Regions from separate parts of the Oryctolagus cuniculus genome. Here region 1 is linked to region 2. Evidence: chromatin contacts called from public Hi-C data. All regions are on one chromosome and are shown on one strand. Each heading gives the region's core, a stretch centred on a gene start, on an enhancer-like site or on the middle of the called end of the contact. The rest is flanking DNA. Distances are from core to core; before and after follow the strand shown.

Region 1 (4,951 bases), core at 1,430-3,929, 75 kb before region 2:
CTCTGCTGTGGCCCGGGAGTGCAGTGGAGGATGGCCCAAGTCCTTGGGCCCTGCACCTGCATGGGAGACCAGGAGAAGCACCTGGCTCCTGGCTTCAGATCAGCATGGTGCGCTGGCCCCAGCGGCCATTGGAGGGTGAACCAACGGCAAAGGAAGACCTTTCTCTCTGTCTCTCTCTCACTGTCCACCCTGCCTGTCAAAAAAAAAAAGAAAAAAAAAAAAAAAGCTGATTTTCCCAAATCTCTAATGCATGTATCCCACCCAGCAGAATGGGAAACTGCATTCCGTGAGTTTTGACCTCTGGACGGAACTACTCAGACTGCAACTAGACTGCAATAACTCCAGGAGGGCCACTGTTGTGGCACCATGGGTGGAGAGATGGGGGTGTGGGGGAATGGAGGGTGGGGGATGGAGTTCCTGGCCCAGGCCCCAGGTGGGGACATTGCCATTTAGAGAGTGAACCAGCAGACAGATCTCTCTCTCTCTCTCTCTCCACCTCCCTCCCTCTCTGTCACTCTGCCTTTTAAATAAATAAATAAATCTTAAAAAAAAAAAAAAACCCTCCAGGAGCTGCTTCGTCCATCCTAGATTTGATGATGCTCATCAGCCTTTGGCACCAGGACTCTGCTCTGCTCTGGAGACCTGCTGACTGAACCAGTGGAAGAAGCAGAGACCTGACACCCGGAAGGCAGGCTGTGCAGCCGGAGGGAGAATGCTAGAAGTCTGGGGAAGCGATGGGAGCTCTGGGGTTCTCTGTAAGGGGAGGGAAGGAGGCTGGGATATGCAGAAAAGGAAGAGAGCGAGATTTTGCATGGGAAATGATGGATCACTCAAGAGGAACAGCTCATTCCCTCCGTGCCTGTCCACAAACCACACTCTTCTCACGGAGAAATTACATCCTCCTGACTCCCGCCCCATCTTACCAACTGTCTGCAAAGTGTCCCATGGATAGCTGATGGCTCTATGGCCATGTTCCCCTCAGGAGTCCCTCCCTGCCCCCCACCCCAACATCCCACAGGGCCAGGTCTGCCAGGGAGACTGGACCTCTGACACAAATGACACTAGTCCTAACCTTTGACCTCTGAGGAGAAGTGAGCTAGGTGCCGGGTAATGAAGAGTCTCAACTGTTGGTTCAAGTCAAAGGAGGATAAGTCAATGTTCCAGGAGAGAATCCCTGTGAAAGAAAAAGAAACAACGAGGGTGATAGACAAGGCAGGGGTGGGGCGGGACTCAAACATGACAGCTGCCATGATCAAGACTCCCTGGAAGCTCTAAGAAGGTGGCTAGCACCTGGGAATGACTCCCAACTGCCCCTTTTCTGGGCTTGGCCCCAGCCAAAGAGTGGAGGGCAGAGTTGAGACTAAACCCCCGTCATTCTTGAATCTGTAGATAGGAATTTTCTTGTAAGGTTGCCCAGTTGTCTTAAAGGTGACACCCAAGGGCCTCTGCCCACCAGATTCTTACGGCCGAGCGGGCTTGCAGATTCTCCTATGGCCCCCTCCTTGCCTCCACCCCTCCGGGGCTGGCTTCCCCCCGCAGGTGTCTCCGCAGCACTGCGCCACAGGCTCGGCAACTGCGGAGGGAGGCGCGCACGAGGAGCCCCGAGCCACGAAGGTCATTCTCTCGGGTTGGCCGCCCGCAGTCAGGGATTTGAGATTTGTTCGTGGCTTTCAGAAAGCACCTAGTGCGGGTTCAGGGACTCTATAAAGAAGAAGCTGTAAGGTAGGGACACTGATTCTCTGGGAAACCCTTAAGACTTCCAGGACATCGGGCCCAAGATTGCGGGAGAGGGGTGTGGCCAGAGGGGGCCCAGGGGCGGCACAGAGTTCCTCCAGCTCAGGGAGACTGCGGAACACTCCGGGGATTCGGGAAGAACGGGGAAGCGAGATGTTAGCAGCTCGGGAGCTTACGAACACAGGGCATGGAAGACGCAAGTGACGGGGCTTAGATTCCAGGGAGTGCACACTAGGGATGGAGGGTGCAGATTGCACCTGGGGGGGGGGGGAGGGTGAATGCAGATGGCGGAGAAGCCCGGGATGGAGGTGCCCGAAGCACAGACGGGACGGCGGCTCACCTTGTTCAAGGTGGGCCCGCACGGCCCTCAGCTGACTCTCTGTACCGATATCGCCGATCACGATGAGCAAAGAATGTTTTCGCAGGTCCCAGCGTGCTGCCGCCGCCACCGCGGTTCCGGTCTCGCACAGCGGCTCGACGGGGTTCTGAGCCAGCGGTGAGCCGGGGCTGCGGAGCCCCAGCCCGGGAGTTGTCTCCATGGCAACGCCGCGAGGCCGCGCGGGCCCGGCCTCGGTCTCCATGGAAACACCGGTGGAGTGCTAGGCCGGCCGTGTCCGCTGCAGGGAGAGTGCGCGCGGTTCTTAAAGGCCGGCGGCAGGAGTCGCTCATTGGCTGCTGCCTGTCAGGGGGCGGAGCGTAGGCGCCGCAGGGGGCTGGGCTGGGGCCCGGCAGCCCCGGCTCTGCGGTTCGGCTCCGCCAGGGGGTGGTGGCTGCCCCTTTCAACCACCCTGGTTTTCCAGAGAGAGAGCTGCCACTCCGACTTGAGCAGAGATGGGGGCTCACTGGAGGGGCTAGGCGATTGCCTCGGCGCCGGAAGAAAAGCTTCTAGTTAGGACGGGTCCCTAATAAGTACTGTCTGGCAATTCCGCAGCCTCGCCCGAACTGGGGGGAGCCATCTTGTCCCTGTCAGTTCTGGAGTTTGTATCGTCTATGCCAGTGTAGTCTCATTGTCTGGCGCTGTTTTTTTTTTTTTTTTTTTCTTTTTTGGTCACTGCCTCCCAGAGTGGTGCTGGCCTGCGTCCTCGGTTTCTCTGTCCTTGCCCCAGGCTCTGGTAGTGCACAGGAAAGCTGCGCAGTATTGGAGGGGACAGAATGACCTTCCGGCCCCGAGTCCCTGGTGAGTTGTTATTCCAAAGATAGTGGTTGGCTAGTCTCCATCTCTGCTGAGTGCCTCGAGCTCAGACTGCAGCACGCGGGGATGTGAGTAAAACGCAGGCACAGACCTCCCCAACTGCAAGCGATGTGACACAGTGGAATGGCTAACCTCGGGGCACTGTGGTATTTCGGGGAATTCTCACAGCGAAAGGGGGGCAATGTTTGAACCCGAGGAGAGGTTGGCAGTTCCAGAACTACAGAGCCTGGGGATGGGGGAGAGAACCGAGGAGACCTGGCACTGTCTGTGCCTGACGAACGTCTTTGTGAGCAGGGTGCTGTATGTCTACCTCCCATTCCTCCCCAGGTCTCCCCTGTCCGCTCGCAAAACAGAGGCTTCCAGGATACTGAATCGTCCTGCCTGTGTACGCACTGGACAGATGGCCTGTCTTTCACCCTAAGAGTTCCAGCAGCACTCGTCTTCGGTTTGTTGCTTTGTCTTCCACGTCTGAAATGGTACAGGGTAGAAGGCAGCACGCACCTGAGTCAGCAAGGCTGCCCGTGAGCCACGTCCAGATTGGGCGGTGTCTGCATGTTAAGTACCTCACAGCTGTCTCGGTTCCCATCATGGGACTGGTGTTAGAGCAAAATGGCCAGTCATTCTGTAACCAATCTAGAAAATCGTTTTTGTAGCAGAGAGGGGGAGTTAGGAGTATTGGCGGAACATCAGGGGGTGGAGGCGCCTCACCCCATATGACACAAGGCAGTGTTCCACACTTTTCTCCTGCCTCCCTCCCCCCAGTCTGCAGATATGAATCTGGAAAAGAGCATGGACAAATGTGCAGGCCTCCTCTTTTGCAATGAGAAAAGAGTGCTGTGAGAAGACAGAGCCAGAGAGAGGTTGTGGAGAGAGGTAGGGGACAGTCTCCATAGCAACCATGGAGATGAAGCCTTTAGCACAGAGTCTCAGTATAAGGGTCAGCAGGAGTTAACCATGAGCTGTGCTTTCATCAGGTCCAACAAAGAGGTTAGACAATAGCTCTGAGTGATGTTGGGAAAGATCGTGATCAGATGGAAGGGGCAAACAGTCAGGCTTATGGTCTCAGGCCTGTTAGGATTGGGTTTTATTAATTACAGCTGCAAACACAAACTATGATAGTATGAAAGCTGCATTTGTGTGCCGGATGAATATTCAGAAAACTCTTTGCCAAAGGTAAACAATGTTGCAGAAAGATGAGCCATGGGCATCTCTTAATTATCGCTCCTTTCCTATTAACATCCCAGCCATTGGGTGGTTCCTGTATCATACTATGAGAAAATACTTTTAGATGTCAATTTGCACGGAGCACTATGCAAGATGCTCCAAAACAAACAGTGTGGAGTGCTGGTATCTTTGCTCCAGAATTTTATGTCCAAAGGCAGAAATCATTGATGCACATATGTGTAAAACAGAGCAGAATAACAAATTAAGAAACTACACATGTGAATTGAAAACCATATCTTAATGTCTTAAGCTTTTACTTATTTTGTGTTTACCTATAGTGTGCTATGGCAGAAGCCTAGTGGAAAAGGATGTTATTCAAAAGCTTGTCCAGGGGTTTACTGGGGACCTGTGATGTGTATGAATAAGAGGTAGGTGTAGTTCTTTGTGGTGGCTATGGAGCCCACTGTAGTGTATCATTTAACTATTGACCCCTCCTGCAGGTATGACCTTTTGGGAGCTCACTACTGCTTAATAATCTTGTAAAGCAAGCATTGGTGGATACTGAAATGGGCACAAGGCAGAAAGAAGAAAGGTATAATACCTTTTAAGTGCTTTGAAAGGTATTATGGCCTAGGCTAAGTTTGTTTAGCTAAGTTTAAATCGGGGACATTTCAGTCTCCAGACCTTTATCATTTTGTAATGTATAGTGATCAATTCCCAACAGGTAAATTAAGCACAATCTTAATCAAATGAGAGGGGCATCTCTAGTTTTTTTCTGAAAATAATTTCATATTTGATATTTAATATGAAGTATTAAAGTTGTCCTTATGATGAAAAGAGAGCTTCATTGCAATTAATTAT
Region 2 (4,877 bases), core at 695-3,194:
ATTACCCTATATCAGAGTGCTGGTGATTCTGCTTCCTATCTCAGTTTCTTTGGCCCCTGTCAACCATGTGAGCAGCAAAGTGACAAAGAGAAACAGAGAGATTCCATCCACCAGTCCACTCCCCAGATGCCTGCAACTGCCTTCCAGTGCCTCTGGGTTAGAGCCAGGAATTCAAGTCTCCCACGTGGTTGGCAGGAAACCAGTCACTTTGAGAAGCTGTGTCTTGGGGTCTTCATTAGCAGGAAGCTGGAGTCAGGAGACAAAGGTGTCTGATAAGTGACAAGGGAGTCTGTTAACAGGCATGCTAATTAACCACTAGGCCAAATCCATACCCCATCTCTTTCTTTTGGTGAGGAAACAATGACAAAGTAATTTACACTTAGCTTGAACTAAGGTTGCTGTTTCAGAGCCAGAGTTCTTAGCTACTGAACTTCAGACTGTCTCCTTCCTTGGTGGACTATGTAGATTCTACTGGGTCATGAAATTGTAGACACATTCAAGGATAGTTAGGAATTATTTTCTGGCATTGTGATGTAGCAGGTTAAGCCTCTCCTCCTGTGATGCCAACATTCCAAATGAATGCCAGTTCCTGACCCTCCTGCTCCCAGCTGCTTCACCTCCAGTCCAGCTCCCTGCTAATGTGCTTGGGAAAGCAGCAGAAGCAGCCCAAGTGCTTGGGCTCCTACATGCACTGGGAGACCTAAAAAAAGTTCCTGGCTTCTGCCTGGCCCAGCTCCAGCCATCCTGGCCGGCTGGGGAGTGAACCAGCGGATAGAAGATCACTATCTCTCTTTCTCTCTGTAACTCTGTCTTTCAAATAAATAAAAAATCTTAAATTATTTTCTCTAAGGCTGGAATAAATTGCTAATGAAAAATTTTAATCTCTTGATAATAGTGACGTTGTGAGAATATGGTACTCTTTTCAGTATTACTCTTAATTCTTTGCTGCAGATTCTTTTTTGAAAATGTTGTGTTTTTAAAATATCTGCTCTGAAGCACTTCGTTAAGAAGTTGTGCATCAACCTAAAATATTTTATTACATATTTTAGTAGGAGTTTAAATTTTTAATTGGCTTTTAAAATTTTTATGATGTTAGATTTTGAAATATAAAAATTTTATTTTGTATTTATTTCATATATTTTTTGCTTCTTGTACAAGAAGAGTTGAATTGTGACTCAGTAGAAATTTTTCATTTTAAAGTGTGCTGCTCAGTAACTCATGTTTTTCACTCATATGCTCTAAGAATTTTGAAAGATGGTTGGTAGAAGAGAAACTTGGGCCATTAAATTACAAGGAATCTTACATTCACCTATTAATCTTGTTTTTTTTTTTTTTTTCTTTTTGTTATTTGTTGTAAAAAATAATAGAGCAGGGTAGTGGTTTTGAGATGTGGTACTAACTGAATTCTGTTTCTCTTTCCTTTCTGTTCTTGCTTTTGTTTTTATTCAGAGCCTGCAACTAGTGAAAGAAAAAATGGATCTACTGCTGTTGCTGAGACTGTTGCCAGGTAACCGGAGCAGTTGCTGTTTAGAGGAATTTAATATAAAGCTACTGGTAGTGGAGGGGAAGATTATTTATCAACAAATGAAAAAACCTGAAACTCCAGCATAAAGGATTTAGTTTTGTGTTGAATTCATCATAGGCTTTCTTATTAATGCTTCTAAGTCCACTGAGGCTTTTGTTATAGTTAGAACTAAGACATTAAAAAAGATCTTTCCTCTTGTTCATGTGAGAGTGCTTTTTATTTTCCCCCTCTTTTTCTTTTGCAAGACTGAGATTGTTGTGCTTGGTGGGGTAATAAAGGATTTACAAGAGAGAGCTATAGATGTTGTTCCTTTGGAGGTCCTAGGCAGCACAGACTCAAGCCATTTATCCTCTGCCTGCCAGATAGACTGCTATGTTGAGCCGTTATTTCTGCTTTGTCATGAATGCCGTTAATGCTTTCGGGAAGAGTATAACCTCATCCTGAGTGGTTTTGGTGGTGCAGCTTTGCCATCTGGTGGCTGTTAGGGAATTGTTTCATTTGCTTTTGGCATGAGAATCCAATATGAAAACACTATCAACACTGAAATACAGGCAAGGATTCTTGAATCAGAGGCTTGTAAGTAAGCAGGTACATGAATAAGTAAAGAAGGCTCCGTTGCAAGACTGCTGGAGTGTTGAGGAGGACAGCCAGCTTACTGTGTGCCCCATTTGAAGGGTGTGCTTCCAGGCCGGCACCCTGGCTCACTGGCATCCCATATAGGCACTGGGTTCTAGTCCTGGCTGCTCCTCTTCCAGTCCAGCTCTCTGCTGTGGCCCGGGAGGGCAGTGGAGGATGGCCCAAGTGCTTGGGCCCCTGCACCCACGTGGGGGACCAGGAGGAAGCACCTGGCTCCTTGCTTTGGATCGACGCAGCGCCAGCTGTGGCGGCCATTTGGGGGACTTGGGGGATGACCCAACAGAAAGAAGACCTTTGTCTCTCTCTCTCTCACTGTCTATAACTATACCTGTCAAAAAGGAAAAAACAAAAAAAAAAAGTGCAGGGTGTGCTCCTGTGCAGCTCCAGCCAGTGGTCATCTTTTGAGAATGCATACATAATGTTGCTATATCTTTATGTTTTTAAAGAGAAATTTAGATTTTAGATTTTTTTTTTTTTTTTTTTTTTTTTTTTTTTTTGACAAGCAGAGTGGACAGGGAGAGAGAGAGACAGAGAGAAAGGTCTTCCTTTTGCCATTGGTTCACCCTGCAATGGCTGTTGCGGCCGGCGCATCGCGCTGATCCGAAGCCAGGAGCCAGGTGCTTCTTCCTGGTCTCCCATGCGGGTGCAGGGCCCAAGCACTTGGGCCATCCTCCACTGCCTTCCCGGGCCATAGCAGAGAGCTGGACTGGAAGAGGAGCAACTGGGACTAGAACCTGGTGTGCCGGCGCCACAGGTGGAGGATTAGCCTAGTGAGCTATGAAAGAAAATTTCAAATAAAACTTGATGGGCTAACTGTGATGCCGACTTGTAGATTTCTGAGCCCCCTCAGAATCCTTTGATCTGTTCTTAGCTATGTTTTAGTTTAATTGGTCTCATTTTCCCATTTAAATTGCACATTTAAACTGGAAGAGAAGTACTCAAGTGTCCTTAACTCAGTAGAAGACACTTTAAGGATCTTGCAGTCTCACAGGTTGAAAAGAGTAGAGTTTGTGTCTGATCTCTCTGACTTCAGAATTGTCTGGCAGGCACAGTTTGTTTGAGTCTGTTCCATGCACATTAAGAGAGTACAGCATGTGCTGCTAAAGCTTCTTCAGGCCTTAGGGGTGACTGTAAGGAGGGAAAAAGTAAGTGAAAACTTGAAGAGACAGTGGGGATGATGGATCATGGGGTAACAGGATATTCATTGGTAGTGTTGTCAAGAAAACTTTGTATATGGGAATCTAGATTTAAATGTTTTGACAATTCATTTTACTATTGGGTCCACCATAGGAAATCACTGACAGTGCATTTTGCTGAGGCTTTTAAGTATTGTCTGAACTCTGTTTAGATTAATTGCAGTTGCCTTATTTCTCAGTTAATTTATGGAAAGTTTGAAGTAGAGAGTACCTCCATGTTTCAAAAATGACCAGCTCATGGCCAGTCTTCATTTATAAATACTCCAGCACTCCCCTTCCTATGGTATTATTTTAAAGATAGTTCCAGCATTATATCATTTTATCTCTTAAATACTTAAATGCTATCTCTAAAATAAAAGGATTTTTAAAAGATTTATTTATTATTTGAAAGTGTTAGGCAGAGGGAGAAGGAGAGGCAGAAAAAGAGAGAGAGGTCTTCCATCTGTTGGTTCACCCCCTAATTGGCTGCATCGGCTAGAGCTGGGCCTATCCGAAGCCAGGAGCCAGGAGCTTCTTCTGGGACTCCCACATGAGTGCAGGGACCCAAGGACTTGGGCCATCTTCTGCTGCCTTCTCAGGCCACAACAGAAAGCTGGATTGGAAGTGAAGCAGCCAGGACACGAACTGGCACCTATACGGGATGCCGGCACCGCAGGCAGTGGCTTTATCTGCTATGCCATAGCACTGGACCCAAGGTTTTTTTTTTTTTTTTTTTTTTTTTTTTGGCAAGATTGATTTGTTTATTTGAATTGGCAACATTAGAGAGAAGGGGGGAGGGGGAGACTGAGAGAGAGCGCATCCATCTGCTGCTTTACTCCCTAAATGGCTGCAGTGTTCAGCATAGGATCAGGCATGAACTAGGACTGGTGCTTATATGGGATGCCAGTGTCGTGGGTTGTAGCTAAGCCACACAACAGCTGCCCCAAGAATTCTTATTTAAATTTAACCACCTTACTGTTAACATATTTTTAAGAAATTGACATTTTTTCTTGTTATCAAATATTCAGTGTTCAGATTTCTGCGACTACATCAAGACCCAAATAAGGTTCATACATTGTGTTGGACTGATATGTCTCTTAAAGTCTCCTAAGTCTTTTAAAATCTATAAAGTCCCCCATTCTTCCTTTCTTCCCCCTTGCAAATTATCACTGGAAAGAACTGTATTATTGTCCTGTAGTTTTCTATATTCTGGATTTTGCTGATTTCATCTTTGGAATTTAATATAGCCCTCTGTCCATCTTTTTTTCTCTGTGAATCTTCCTTGAAAATTTTTTTTGTGCTAATATAAAACAAATAGGAATATTTGGTGTTTTGGTGTGATGGTTTGGAATTTTGTTTGCAGAGGAAGGATTTTACTTCCTTGGTGCCTAGAAAGATAATCTGTAGAGGTACTTTTCTTTGAAAACTAACATGACACAATCCTTTCATTTATTATCTTAGTCCCCAGAAGACCATGACTGTGTTTAGCTGCATCTGTGAAGGTCGGCAAGAGGATGAGGTGCGAAGTGAAGATTCCCCTT

Evidence for each region. Hi-C and Micro-C count contacts between places; a contact is called where the count stands out from the background.
Region 1: a Hi-C map of embryonic fibroblasts shows a contact between it and region 2, with 4 times the contacts expected there. The contact joins the promoter of TP53BP1 here to the enhancer-like site in region 2. A contact is called at or near these places in 4 of 6 Hi-C or Micro-C datasets (ear pinna, embryonic fibroblasts, psoas muscle and 1 more).

What each region holds. Positions count from the first base shown.
Region 1 is chr12:66,484,763-66,489,713 of mOryCun1.1, reverse strand. It overlaps TP53BP1 (tumor protein p53 binding protein 1), which reads left to right and starts at 2,679. Exons shown (of 31, transcript XR_011380882.1): 1 at 2,679-2,911; 2 at 3,254-3,371. It also overlaps a transcript of MAP1A not described here.
Region 2 is chr12:66,408,973-66,413,849 of mOryCun1.1, reverse strand. It overlaps TP53BP1 (tumor protein p53 binding protein 1), which reads left to right. Exons shown (of 31, transcript XR_011380882.1): 17 at 1,450-1,507; 18 at 4,798-4,877. Among named protein-coding and RNA genes, the nearest start is that of TUBGCP4, 72 kb to the right of the region's middle. Within about 2 kb of position 1,944, at least 2 of the 8 cell types and tissues checked have an H3K27ac peak or open chromatin away from gene starts, as enhancers often do.